Linked DNA regions of Mus musculus: regions 1 and 2 are each linked to region 3. Evidence: chromatin contacts called from public Hi-C and HiChIP or PLAC-seq data. All regions are on one chromosome and are shown on one strand. Each heading gives the region's core, a stretch centred on a gene start, on an enhancer-like site or on the middle of the called end of the contact. The rest is flanking DNA. Distances are from core to core; before and after follow the strand shown.

The links. Hi-C and Micro-C count contacts between places; a contact is called where the count stands out from the background. HiChIP or PLAC-seq counts read pairs in DNA pulled down with a chosen protein or histone mark.
Region 1: a Hi-C map of uterus shows a contact between it and region 3, with 4 times the contacts expected there. The contact joins the enhancer-like site here to the promoter of Prss23 in region 3. A contact is called at or near these places in 4 of 39 promoter capture datasets (the C10 cell line, cranial neural crest, liver and 1 more), 7 of 484 Hi-C or Micro-C datasets (the MC3T3-E1 cell line, adipose-derived mesenchymal stem cells, cerebellum and 4 more), 17 of 115 datasets of contacts at active chromatin or transcription factors (the NIH/3T3 cell line, cardiomyocytes, craniofacial prominence and 10 more) and 4 of 9 other capture datasets (adipose tissue, embryonic stem cells, liver and 1 more).
Region 2: a contact with region 3 is called in a FOXA1 HiChIP or PLAC-seq map of pancreatic cancer cells. The contact joins the enhancer-like site here to the promoter of Prss23 in region 3. A contact is called at or near these places in 2 of 39 promoter capture datasets (the 3T3-L1 cell line and liver), 5 of 484 Hi-C or Micro-C datasets (the 3T3-L1 cell line, 3T3-L1-derived adipocytes, embryonic fibroblasts and 2 more), 4 of 115 datasets of contacts at active chromatin or transcription factors (embryonic stem cells, pancreatic cancer cells and stem cell-derived neural progenitor cells) and 4 of 9 other capture datasets (adipose tissue, embryonic stem cells, liver and 1 more).

Annotation. Positions count from the first base shown.
Region 1 is chr7:89,767,964-89,771,313 of GRCm38.p6, reverse strand. All of the region lies in intron 3 of Me3 (malic enzyme 3, NADP(+)-dependent, mitochondrial), which reads right to left. Among named protein-coding and RNA genes, the nearest start is that of Ccdc81, 130 kb to the left of the region's middle. Within about 2 kb of position 1,668, at least 71 of the 459 cell types and tissues checked have an H3K27ac peak or open chromatin away from gene starts, as enhancers often do. A contact at or near this core is called in the NIH/3T3 cell line, adipose tissue, cerebellum and 4 more, where this site is marked.
Region 2 is chr7:89,710,447-89,714,053 of GRCm38.p6, reverse strand. The region is part of intron 1 of Me3 (malic enzyme 3, NADP(+)-dependent, mitochondrial); the gene reads right to left. Among named protein-coding and RNA genes, the nearest start is that of Me3, 79 kb to the right of the region's middle. Within about 2 kb of position 1,268, at least 15 of the 459 cell types and tissues checked have an H3K27ac peak or open chromatin away from gene starts, as enhancers often do. A contact at or near this core is called in pancreatic cancer cells, where this site is marked.
Region 3 is chr7:89,515,840-89,519,395 of GRCm38.p6, reverse strand. It overlaps Prss23 (protease, serine 23), which reads left to right and starts at 1,810. Exons shown (of 2, transcript NM_029614.4): 1 at 1,810-1,949.

The DNA.
Region 1 (3,350 bases), core at 419-2,918, 250 kb before region 3:
CTTTTGGCTGTATTGTTTGAATTCTTTCCCATATAGTTCTTAAGATCCAAATAATAAGGGGCTGGAAATATGTCTTGGTGACTAAGATGTTGGTTGTTGTTCTAGGGCAATGAATGGTTCTCAACCTTCTTAATGCTGTGTCCCTTTAATACAGTTCCTTGTGTTGTGGTGACCTCCAACCATAGAATTATTTTGTTGTTCCTAAGTGCTTGCTGCACAGACAGGAGGTCCTGATGTGGATCCCCAGCATTAAGTTCTGTAGAAGCTGGCATGGCCATGCACATCTGCAACCCTAGTGCAGAGTCAAGCAGCTCCTGAAGCTTTGCCTGCCAGCTGCATGGCCAAATTGCTGAGCTCCAGGTCCAGTGAAGGAGACTGTCTTACAAATTAGGTAGCGACAACTGAGGAAGACAGCCGATGTCAACATTTGACATCTACATGTACCCAAATACACACACACACACTCACACACACATACACACATACACACTCACACACACATACATGCACATACACAGGCACATGTGTGTGGAAACACGCACACATACACACACTCAAACACACATGCATGTAGGCACACTCATGCATTCATTCGTGCATGCAGGCAGGCACATGTGCATACACACAAACAAACATACACACACACATGCACACATGCATGAATACAGGCACACATGTGCACACAAACAAACACCCCCCACAATCCCTACACTCACACCTAAATGAATAACAACCAAAAGGAGTCAGAGTAGTATAGAAAAGCAGGCAAGAAGCCACTCTGCCTCCTGTATCTGGCTGATGTCTAGATTACAGCCTTCTTTTGACAGAAAGAAAAAAAAATGTAAGAAGTTTGGTTTTTTTGTTTTGTTTTTATTCATTTTTGGCCTTCCTGGATTTTGCAAATGTAATATATTGCTCTAACCTCTTTGTTGATTATGAGATGGATTTGGCAGCCGAAATTTGCTGAGCCGAATTCCTCGGGTTGGGGAAGAATGTCTCCATGCAAATTCTTTGAATAAGAAGGATCTGAGGAGGTAGGGAAGGTATGCAAACTGAACAAGCACAGGTTTTCTTAAAAAGCCTGAACACAGAGGGAAGCCAGGAAGGACTGTCCTGTGTGTCTGTCACACCACGTGCCTCCTCTGTGGGCAGGAGGGAGGGAAGGCCACACAGATGGCAGACACTGTAGGCCACGTAGAAAATGAGCGTGGAATCTGACAGTGCCAACTCTGTTGCTCACAGATGATTCCAATTAGACCAGAGAAGGTTAATGTAGTTTCAACCATTACTTGAAATACTAAAATACGCCAAGGAACCCAGAGAGAGTGGGTACAAAAGAGTTCCTTTTTCTATCGCAATATTGACTCTTCCAGAAATAATAATCACTGATCCAGGCCCCCTTTATTCTGAGAAGTCACACTTTATACTGTTTGCTTTCTTTCCTGGCTATGAACGTGGCAAAAGCTCACACATGCCTCCACTTTATAAAATAAACTCCTTGCTGCCTCCTTCCAGGCTGCTGGTTAATCTGAGTCTCTGGGAAGCAAGGTTTCTAAGTATTCTAAGTCAAACTTTTGATATTCGAAGCAAATACTCATCAACTCATGATTCTGACACTGCTGTCTTCCTGACTCAGATGCAGCCAGTGAGTCATTTGTTTACAGATCCGTGCAAGATGGAGAAAAACATCCTCTCTGCTTGCTTTTCCAAAACAAGTTGAAGAAGTACTCACACATACCTTTTCCCACTCAGTCATAAATCTCTGCAGCTTCTAGGCACTCGCCAGCCTGTGGAGACGCCCTGAAACAACAGGCCCCCACACAAAGGCTGTAAAAGCCCCAATCCATTTCATGCAAGAATTTATGAGACAATTGTAAAGGTAGGCGTTAGAGGCTTATCTTAAAGCAATTTGTAAGCGGAAGCCCCTACCTACCCTCTTTCATTTATCATACAAGCATTTCTGGGGCTGTCACTGCAAATTAGTCATGAAATCTGGAATTTAATAAGAGAGAGTGGAACACAGTTTCAAGAGGACAAAAGTTCACTGGGAACACATCCACTTGAATCCTAAAGACCTTACTCACCAGAAGCAAATGTAAGAGACAGCAAAGTGCCTGGAACTATCGTCTCAAGAACCCTACTCATCTGATGGGGTTAATCAGAAAGGACGTATTTGACCCAATTTGTTGTTTTGACCAAGTTTAGCCTTGAAACTATAAATATCATTAAAGGAGGAAATCCCAGCACCTTCAGGTCAGACAGGCCAATGCCCTATTAGCAAAATGGTAGTAGTCCTTACCCATTGCCAGTTATATTTAAATGTAAATGGAGTAAATCTGTTAACCAAAAATTATAGAATTGCTGAATGAATAAGAATAGAGAAATCAGATATATACTTCCTATGAAAGCTCACTGTACTTGTAAGGAAACAAGCTGAAACTGAGAATATAAAAAAAAAATTCCATGTAAATGAAAATCAAAAAGGCATGGTGTTTATACTTACATCAGAAAAAGTAGACTATAAATCAAAAATTATGCAAAAGAGATAAAGGAGATTATTATATCATGATGAGAAAGGAATCAATTAATCAAGAATGCTTAATGATTATCATCTCCAAATTGGAATTAATGAATAAATTCAATAAGGTCAAAGAATAAAAAACAATTATAAAATCAGTGATGTTTCCATAAATAACAATGAACTATGTAGAAAAAGAAATTAGGAACAGTCCTATTTGGGACAGTTGTATAAACAGTTTCAGCTGGGCGTTTGATGCTCACCTGCACTCCACAGCTGGGGAAGTGGAGGCAGGGGGATCAAGAGTTTGAAGCCTAAACTACACAGGGACTGCAAGGGCAGCCTGGACCATACAGCATGATGAAATGAAACAAATAACAACCTTGGATTAAATGGTAACCAACCAGGGAAAGGATAAATATAAAGAATGTTGATGTGACACAAATAGTCTGAATAAACAGCATAGTCACTGAATTTTCCATAAGTAAAGTTATTTTGTATAATTCTTATTTCATATAAACTAACTTACAGAAGTCTCCACATCATCGGTTACCATCAGTGGAAGAATGTTGGAACCAGGGTTACACAACAGTGAACCTTTTCTAAACTATGCATGAGCAAGCTAAATGTTCTTAAACTTACGTGTTTTTTTTTGTTTTTGTTTTTGTTTTTGTTTTTTTTCTGTTAGAGTATCTTAGGTCTACACAGCTAAATTTCAGATTCATCACTGGAAAATATCAAATGTCATTGTAATTTTCATCTGCTTAGGAGGCTACTATGAAAAGTTCACATCATTATGTTAGGAGACACAGCAGGCCCACTCTTTTGTTTC
Region 2 (3,607 bases), core at 19-2,518, 200 kb before region 3:
TACGGTGTATTGAGAAAGGAAACGAACAGGACCTGGTGACACATGAGCCTTGAGATTGGGCGAGAGAAGGGGACAATGTCAAGGGACACTAATAACTAATAAGCCTCATAACTGGATGGCTGATAGTGGCACTGTTCAGAGGAGACACTAATGATGAGAACCACAATTATTTGGAAGAGAGACTTTTCTCATATTTTATTTTATACAAATTGTTTGGCTTTGATACATTCCCTTAGAGATGTGTAAGTCGCTGGCTATCTTGACGTCTGTCTATCTTGTACAACTTTTATAATATTTTCTTATTTGAGATTTTGTTTTAATGAAAAGAAAGCATCTCTGTGTTTTGTTCTGTGCCCAAAAGAAGTATTTAGAGACAAACATTGGGCTAGGTATTTGTTCATTCATTTGTCTCCTTGGTTCTCCTCCAGCTTTACATTATTCTGTGATGGGCGGGCAGGAACTTGTTCTGCTTCAGCCTTTAACCACTATAGAACATTTTCCTCCTGCTTTCTTTTCTTGAATTGCTTCATGGGAAATGACACAAATAAGGCATTTCATTTACCACGTTTACAGTACATTCAGTTGTTCTAGGGCTCAGGCTGCCACCACACTGAAGTGTGCACAGTTTACACCACAGAGACACATGCAGTGACTTTTGAGGTCAGTTTAAGCTGCTATCTCCAGCTCTGATTTCTTGTATCTAATTTTAACATAACTGCTGCACTTTATAGCCCTTCTGCAGACTAAAGTATTGCTTCAGGTGGGTAGGTCAGGGATGTTATCCACAGGGTGTTTATGACTCATGTTTGCAAAGGACATTATCAGGCAACCCATGAACACCACAGCACACACCAGCAATGCCATCACCACCATGACAAGACTATTAGTTTTTCTACCTTTTTATTTAGCACCTCTTTCCTAGGTATGCACTAGTAGATGTGGGATATTTGTACACCTAGCCCTACACCTATGGTGGTATATAAGGGAATATGCTATTTTGCTCAGGGGCTCACATCCCAGTGAGGTGATATGAAGAAATTGATGCTATTTAAGATAATGAGCAGCATAGATACAGAATTTTCAAGTGCTGTGAGATTGCAGAACACAGAGAAATCACTTGGGGGCTTTGTGGGTTTCTGTGTGTGTTGAAGACATGCCTTTGAAGTATCATTTTTAGACAGCTCTTTTAGACTAAAGGCATGAGACAGGAAGCTAAACAGGTATAAAGCTCCAGCTGATGGAAGATTAGTCACTATCTGGGTGGTGAGTATGACAGGGTAGTGGTTTCAGGCAGGGAGGCTGGATGTAGGCTGAGCCAGATAGATATGAGCCCTGCAAAGTTGCACCAACTGTAATGCTTTGGAGGCAATGGTGAGCCAGTGGAGGTGTGTTATAGTTTGACCTCAGCTGTGTACTGAGCAATAGCTGATGACCAATAGGGAAGTCAATCCAGCAGGCAAAAATGGTCCAATTGTCACGTAAGTGAGACCCTGGCATCTCTGGGGAGGACTGGAGAGAGGCAGAGGCTATACACCGTTAGGCAGTAATAGCAGAGCTGTTGCCATAGTCTGTGTTAAGATTTAGCATGTGGAATACCGAATCTGGTTCTCCATATGCCTTCCCTTATGGGATGAATTGAATCCTCTTAAAAGTCATGAGTTGAATCCCCCTTTCTCAGTGCTTCAGATTGAGATTGCATTTGGAGAAGTCTTAAAAGAGGAGTAAAATGGATGTTGTTATTGGAGTCCTCAAAACAATATGATTGTTTTCTTTATAAGAAATGGAAGCCAAGACACTGAACCCAGAGAGATGACCTTGTGAGGACACAGTGGGAAGATGGACATCTCCAAGCCAAGAGGCTGAGCTCAGAAGAACCCCGCAAGCCTGCTTGCACTGTAACCTTTTAGCTTCTCGAAATATGAAAGAATGAGTTTCTGTTGTATAAGTCACATTGCCTGTGGCATTTTGTTGTGGTAACCTGATCAAACCAACACATTTCCTGTTAGCTAAATCTCACCATGGTTCAAGCTTGTGTGGATAGGGGATCTAAGAAGTCTTCTGGGGACTGAGACCATGTTTTCTGTTTTTTATTTCACCCTCTTCATCACCACAATCACAGAAAACATAACAGCATATGCAAGAGAATTATGGAAATTTGGTCACTTGATCAAGAATGTCACTAGGTTGTTTTGTCCGGGTTCTAGCTTTGTTCTAAAAAAACCTGCCAATTGGTTCAAAAAGCTCATGATGACTCCTTATACTGCACTAGTTTAGATCTAGATTCTTAGGCTTTTGGGAGGGACAATACTCTAGTTCAAACTGGAATGACCACTGAGCTTTGCTGACAAACTACAACTTGGAAAAATGATATATATGTAAAGAGAATCTGTCCTCAAGGAGAAAAGCCATTGGAGAAATTAAGGAACATTTTATGGAACTGATATGTCTCTAGAGAGGGTGACTTCATTACTATATACAAAGAGAGAGAGAGGAAGATGAGCCTTAATTGGTTGCCTTAATTGGGCAAACATAGAGACGCTCCTGGAAGTCTCACTGTAACCAATAGGAAGACAGAGTTTCACAGATCGTTGCTTGATGAGACTAAGTCAGCATCCAAATCTAAGGTGATTCATTTACCTTGTGAGATAAGGTGTGGTTACATTATACCAACAAGAAGGAAACTTTTACACCACTGTACTTTTAATTTGGAGATGTCAAGTTTTCTTGTTTCTTGTTAGCAACAAGAAAAAAGATGATAGAGAACACTCTGGATTATCTAAAGATGATGCCTCTCTAGTTTAGCAGGACCTGGAGAGGATACTTTCTGGTTATTCCTCTGAGGCAGCGTACATTAAGGGGAGAAATGTCAGAATTTAGGAGATAAACAACCAGCATTTAAGTCATGGCTCATTGGTTACTCTGCATATTGCCCCATGACAGTTATTTAATCTTCCATTGTTCTGAGAATCGTCTATGGTCATCTATAAACATGACATCCTTCTGTACAGAGTGGCTGTGAGCATTCAGTGTGAATGTGGATGAAGGAAAACAACACAAAACCCCAAAACAAGAAGTTGACTAGAGATGACGAAGGTGGGCTTGGCTCACTACCAGGAAAATGACTCACTGGTGTATGCCCTTGTCCCCAGTTCATGATTATTGTGACAAATGAATGTGGAAGGTCAGAAGTTCTCCAGCCTTCTACCACTCAGATAACAAAAGAGAGCAAACAGCTGCCCTGGGCAAGGTATTCTGCACAAAGCAGACAGACTCCCTCTTCTAGGCACCAAGAGGTTGAGAGAGTACTAAGACATATCATAAAGGGGTATTCTTATAATAAACATAATAAAGAATAAGGGATGTTCCACAAATGTAATAGGAGCAAAAGAGCAAAAAATATAAACTAATATTTTCTATTCTGGCTTTATGCTTAATATTTAACAAGACAACACTTGCATATCACATGCAGAAAGACTTTGAGACTCAACATATAGCTCCTAAGTTTTGAAAGTGGATCATGAGCCTACTGCCTACTGCTATGTTCTTAGTTTAACAGAATTCCTAAGTGTAACGCTAGTAAAATCTAGGCACATACTGGAGAAAATGA
Region 3 (3,556 bases), core at 561-3,060:
CACCACCACCAACTGGGGACCAAGTATTTTAAATGCCAGAGACTATGGGAAACATCTCATTCAAATCACCAAGAGTTAATCTGGTTTTTATGTGCTAAGCTTTGGCCCTAGGAAATTACCACTTTCACAGTTATGTTAACAAGAAAGAGAGCTGGGAAGAACAAGAAGTGAGAGAACAGAGTGTTTTAGGGCCTTGCACAGACCACAGGAGTGGAAGCACTGTGGAGAACTGACTGAGAGAAACCCTAAATTTTACTGTTCCGGAAGAGAATCTTTGTATTCGATCAGTTTGAGTTTTATTCTTGAGTTGTTCAAACGTTTAAGTTTTCACCTAGCTTTATGTATACACTCACATTAATGGATTGTTTAAAAAGAAAATGTAAGCTAAGACAGGGGAGGTCTAAGAAGGTTTTGCCTTTAACGTGGTGGACAATACTAGTTTCCTTTATGTTTGAGAAACACTACTCAACAATGTGTTCAGGGCTTTCCTATTTAAAGGCAAGGCAAACACTAGCTCACTGGACATGTCACTAACATCCTGGTGTGGAATAGGATGTCAGGCCCTCCCTTTCTGAGGGCAAGCTTTGACAGGAAAAAAGGAAGGCTACTCTGGGATTGACAGGAGAAAAAAGAAGGAGGAGGAAGAGGAGGAGGAGGAGGAGGAGGAGGAGGAGGAAGAGGAGGAGGAGGAGGAGCAGGAGGAGGAGGAGAAGGAGGAGAAGGAGGGAGAGGAGGAGGAGGAGGAGGAGGGAGAGGAGGAGGAGGGAGAGGAGGAGGAGGAGGAGGAGGAGGAGGAGGAGGAGGAGGAGGAGGAGAGAAGAAAACGACCTCTGCAAAATTTTGTCCTACTGTTCAGGAGCTGTCTGACTGCTAGCAAGATTAGGCCTCTCCAGTCCTCCAGTCCTGAGGGGAAATCCACAGCTCCACCCTTTTCATCTCCATGACCTGCATGAAGGGTTGGTTCACAGAAATGGATGTGTGGATAGTCTTAAGAGACTACTAAGACTATATAGCATTAGATATTTAAATAGTGAGGTCACCAGGCTGACTCAGTCCCCCAGGTGTGGACTTCTCCAGTGATTTAGGGAAACAGGCACCATAAGCTAGGAGGTGGCTCCACCAGCTGGTGCCCTGGTGCCCCAGTAAAGACCAGGCCGGGGGCGTCACCAGTCAACCCCTGGGAAGCTGCCAAGTCCGCGATCCCTTGCTGTGCTCTGGGACCCAGTATGCTAGCAGCTGAACTGCAGGGCCTGCAACCTCGGTAGCCTGCCTCTGGATTACAAACTGAGGTACACTCTAGAAGCGCTAGAGGAGGAACTAAGGTGGAAAGGAGCTCGGTCGTCACTATTCAAGGCGCACAGAATGCGCACGGGTGAGGAGCTTACAAGTTTGAATTCTGCTTTGCAAACTTGCCTAGCGGCGCTCCACGCACCCGGGGTGCTGGAGGACTGGAAGGTTGGAAGGGACCGCCCACTCTGGAGCATTGCTTTAGCAGACTCTGGGCAATGTAGACCCCTAGAACTTGGTGTGAAGTTGTCTAGAGCGGGAGAGTGCAAGAGTCACTGGTAGGAGCCGTTCATCGGACACGGTGCAGGGGCATCGAGTACGGGGACCCGCTGGTGGTGACGCGCTGCGGAGACCCACCTGCGCGGGGCCCGAGGGTTCTGGACCTCTGAATAGCAGGGTGACGCTGGCTGGAGGCAGGCGGCTAGGGGAAGGGGAGGCGACGGCCGGCGGGCTGCGCGGCTCGCGGCTGGGGGCGGGGCGGGAGGGCCCGGGAGGCGAAGGGGAGGGGATGGGGGGCGGACCGGGTGCTGCAGGCTCTGCTGGACCTCAGGCTCGCACTCGGCCACTCTGCGGAGCAGGCATGGGAGCCGCGCGCGTCCTCCGGGCGCCCACACCTGTCTGAGCGGCGCACGGCCGCGGCCCCGGCGGGCTGCTCCACGCGGGTGAGTGCGATGCGGGGACCCGGCGTCTCCCGCTGGGTCCGAAGGACCAGGCGTGTGCCGGAGCCGGACAAAGAGTCGGGTGCGCGCGGGGTGGGGTGGCTGCGGGTAACACCGGGGAGTTTGCCGTGGCTTCCGCACAGACTCTGGGCTTAGGACAAGAGCCTGAAAGAGCCTCCCTCCCCGGACACCGGCTCTGTACAGCGTTTGGATTCACTCAGTGTCTCTCTTAAAGTGGATGGGGAAAAGAAGGTTTTGAAAGCGCTGTCTTGGATGCAAGGTGTTGTCTAGGGGTCAAGTGGAGCTGTGTATGGCAAGGTGTCCCTGGAGAGGTCAAGGTAGGCTCTCCCCCACGAACACACACTGTAACCTCTACCATTTTCTTTCTTTGAGTTTTGCGCCTACTGTATCTGACTTCATCGTGCTCTGAGCATTAATTTTTAACCTGGCACGTGACTATGAACACACCTTAACAAGCAAGAAAAAGTCAGCAAACACAAGTTGGGATCAGGCTCTGTGCTGGGTGCCGACTTTGCTCTGAGTGCTAAATCTAGAAAATTATGCCTGGGCTATCAACAGTTGTTGGAAGCAAATATTTCTTCAGCATGTAGCCATTTATCACAAATTGCTAACTGAAAGAAAAGATTTGCCCTCCCCTAGAACTTTTAAGAGAGGAAGATGTGTTTAGATGGAGCAATACCACCCCCTCCTGAAATGGAGCCGATTCTCCCTCCCACCTCCCTCAGAGCATCCCTTGAGAAAAGCCTCTGATTAAAATCCTGTTTGTTTTATTGTCCATTGGGTGACATCCACGAGAATTTAGAAACAGCCCGTAGCCTGTGGAAAGTTCCAGATGATTCAGGATCTCGGTTAGTATAGAAATTGCTACTCCCAGGTCTTGTAAGTGAACTTGAGAGGTCCTAGCGAATGCCTTAAGGACAGATAGGTCAATACAAAATAGCCTTATCAGGCTCTGTGAGAAGAGTTTGATTTATAGTTGAAGTTAGGTTTTTCCAAAATCCCTATTGCAAATTAGTATCAGGATATTGTTAGACATTGTTTCGGGGGGGGAAAGTGTTTAAAAGAACTATTACCTGTCTTTCTAGGAGTCTCCTAGGAGTGAGGTACAGTAGTGCATGCCTGTGAATCCTAACACTTCGAAGGCTGGGGAAGGCCAGTGAACTTGAGGCTAGCCTGTGTTATTCAGTGAACATTTTTAAAGAGTCTCTTAGAACTGGATTGGGGACGGGATAAAGAGACCGAGGATTCTTTTGAAGGCACTACATTCATTTTTTTTCTGAGTGTGCCATAAATATATGAATAAATCTTCACTTGTATTTTCCATTATTATAAACAGGCAGTAGGCAGCTTGTCATGCTTTCTCTGACCTTGGAAGGAAGCAGTCTTCCAAGGTAATTAATATGGATTTCATTTCTGTCTCACTGATGACTATTCAGGTAGACAGTGGATGTAGGTATATTTTTCTGCCTGTGGCCTAAGTGCCAAAGTTCCCATTAGTGTGTCTGAGAACATTGTTGGCCCAGGTCTGCTGTGCTAATAGTCTCAGGTTCTCCTGAGCATCCCTCCCATGGATGTTTTAGGAGTTAATG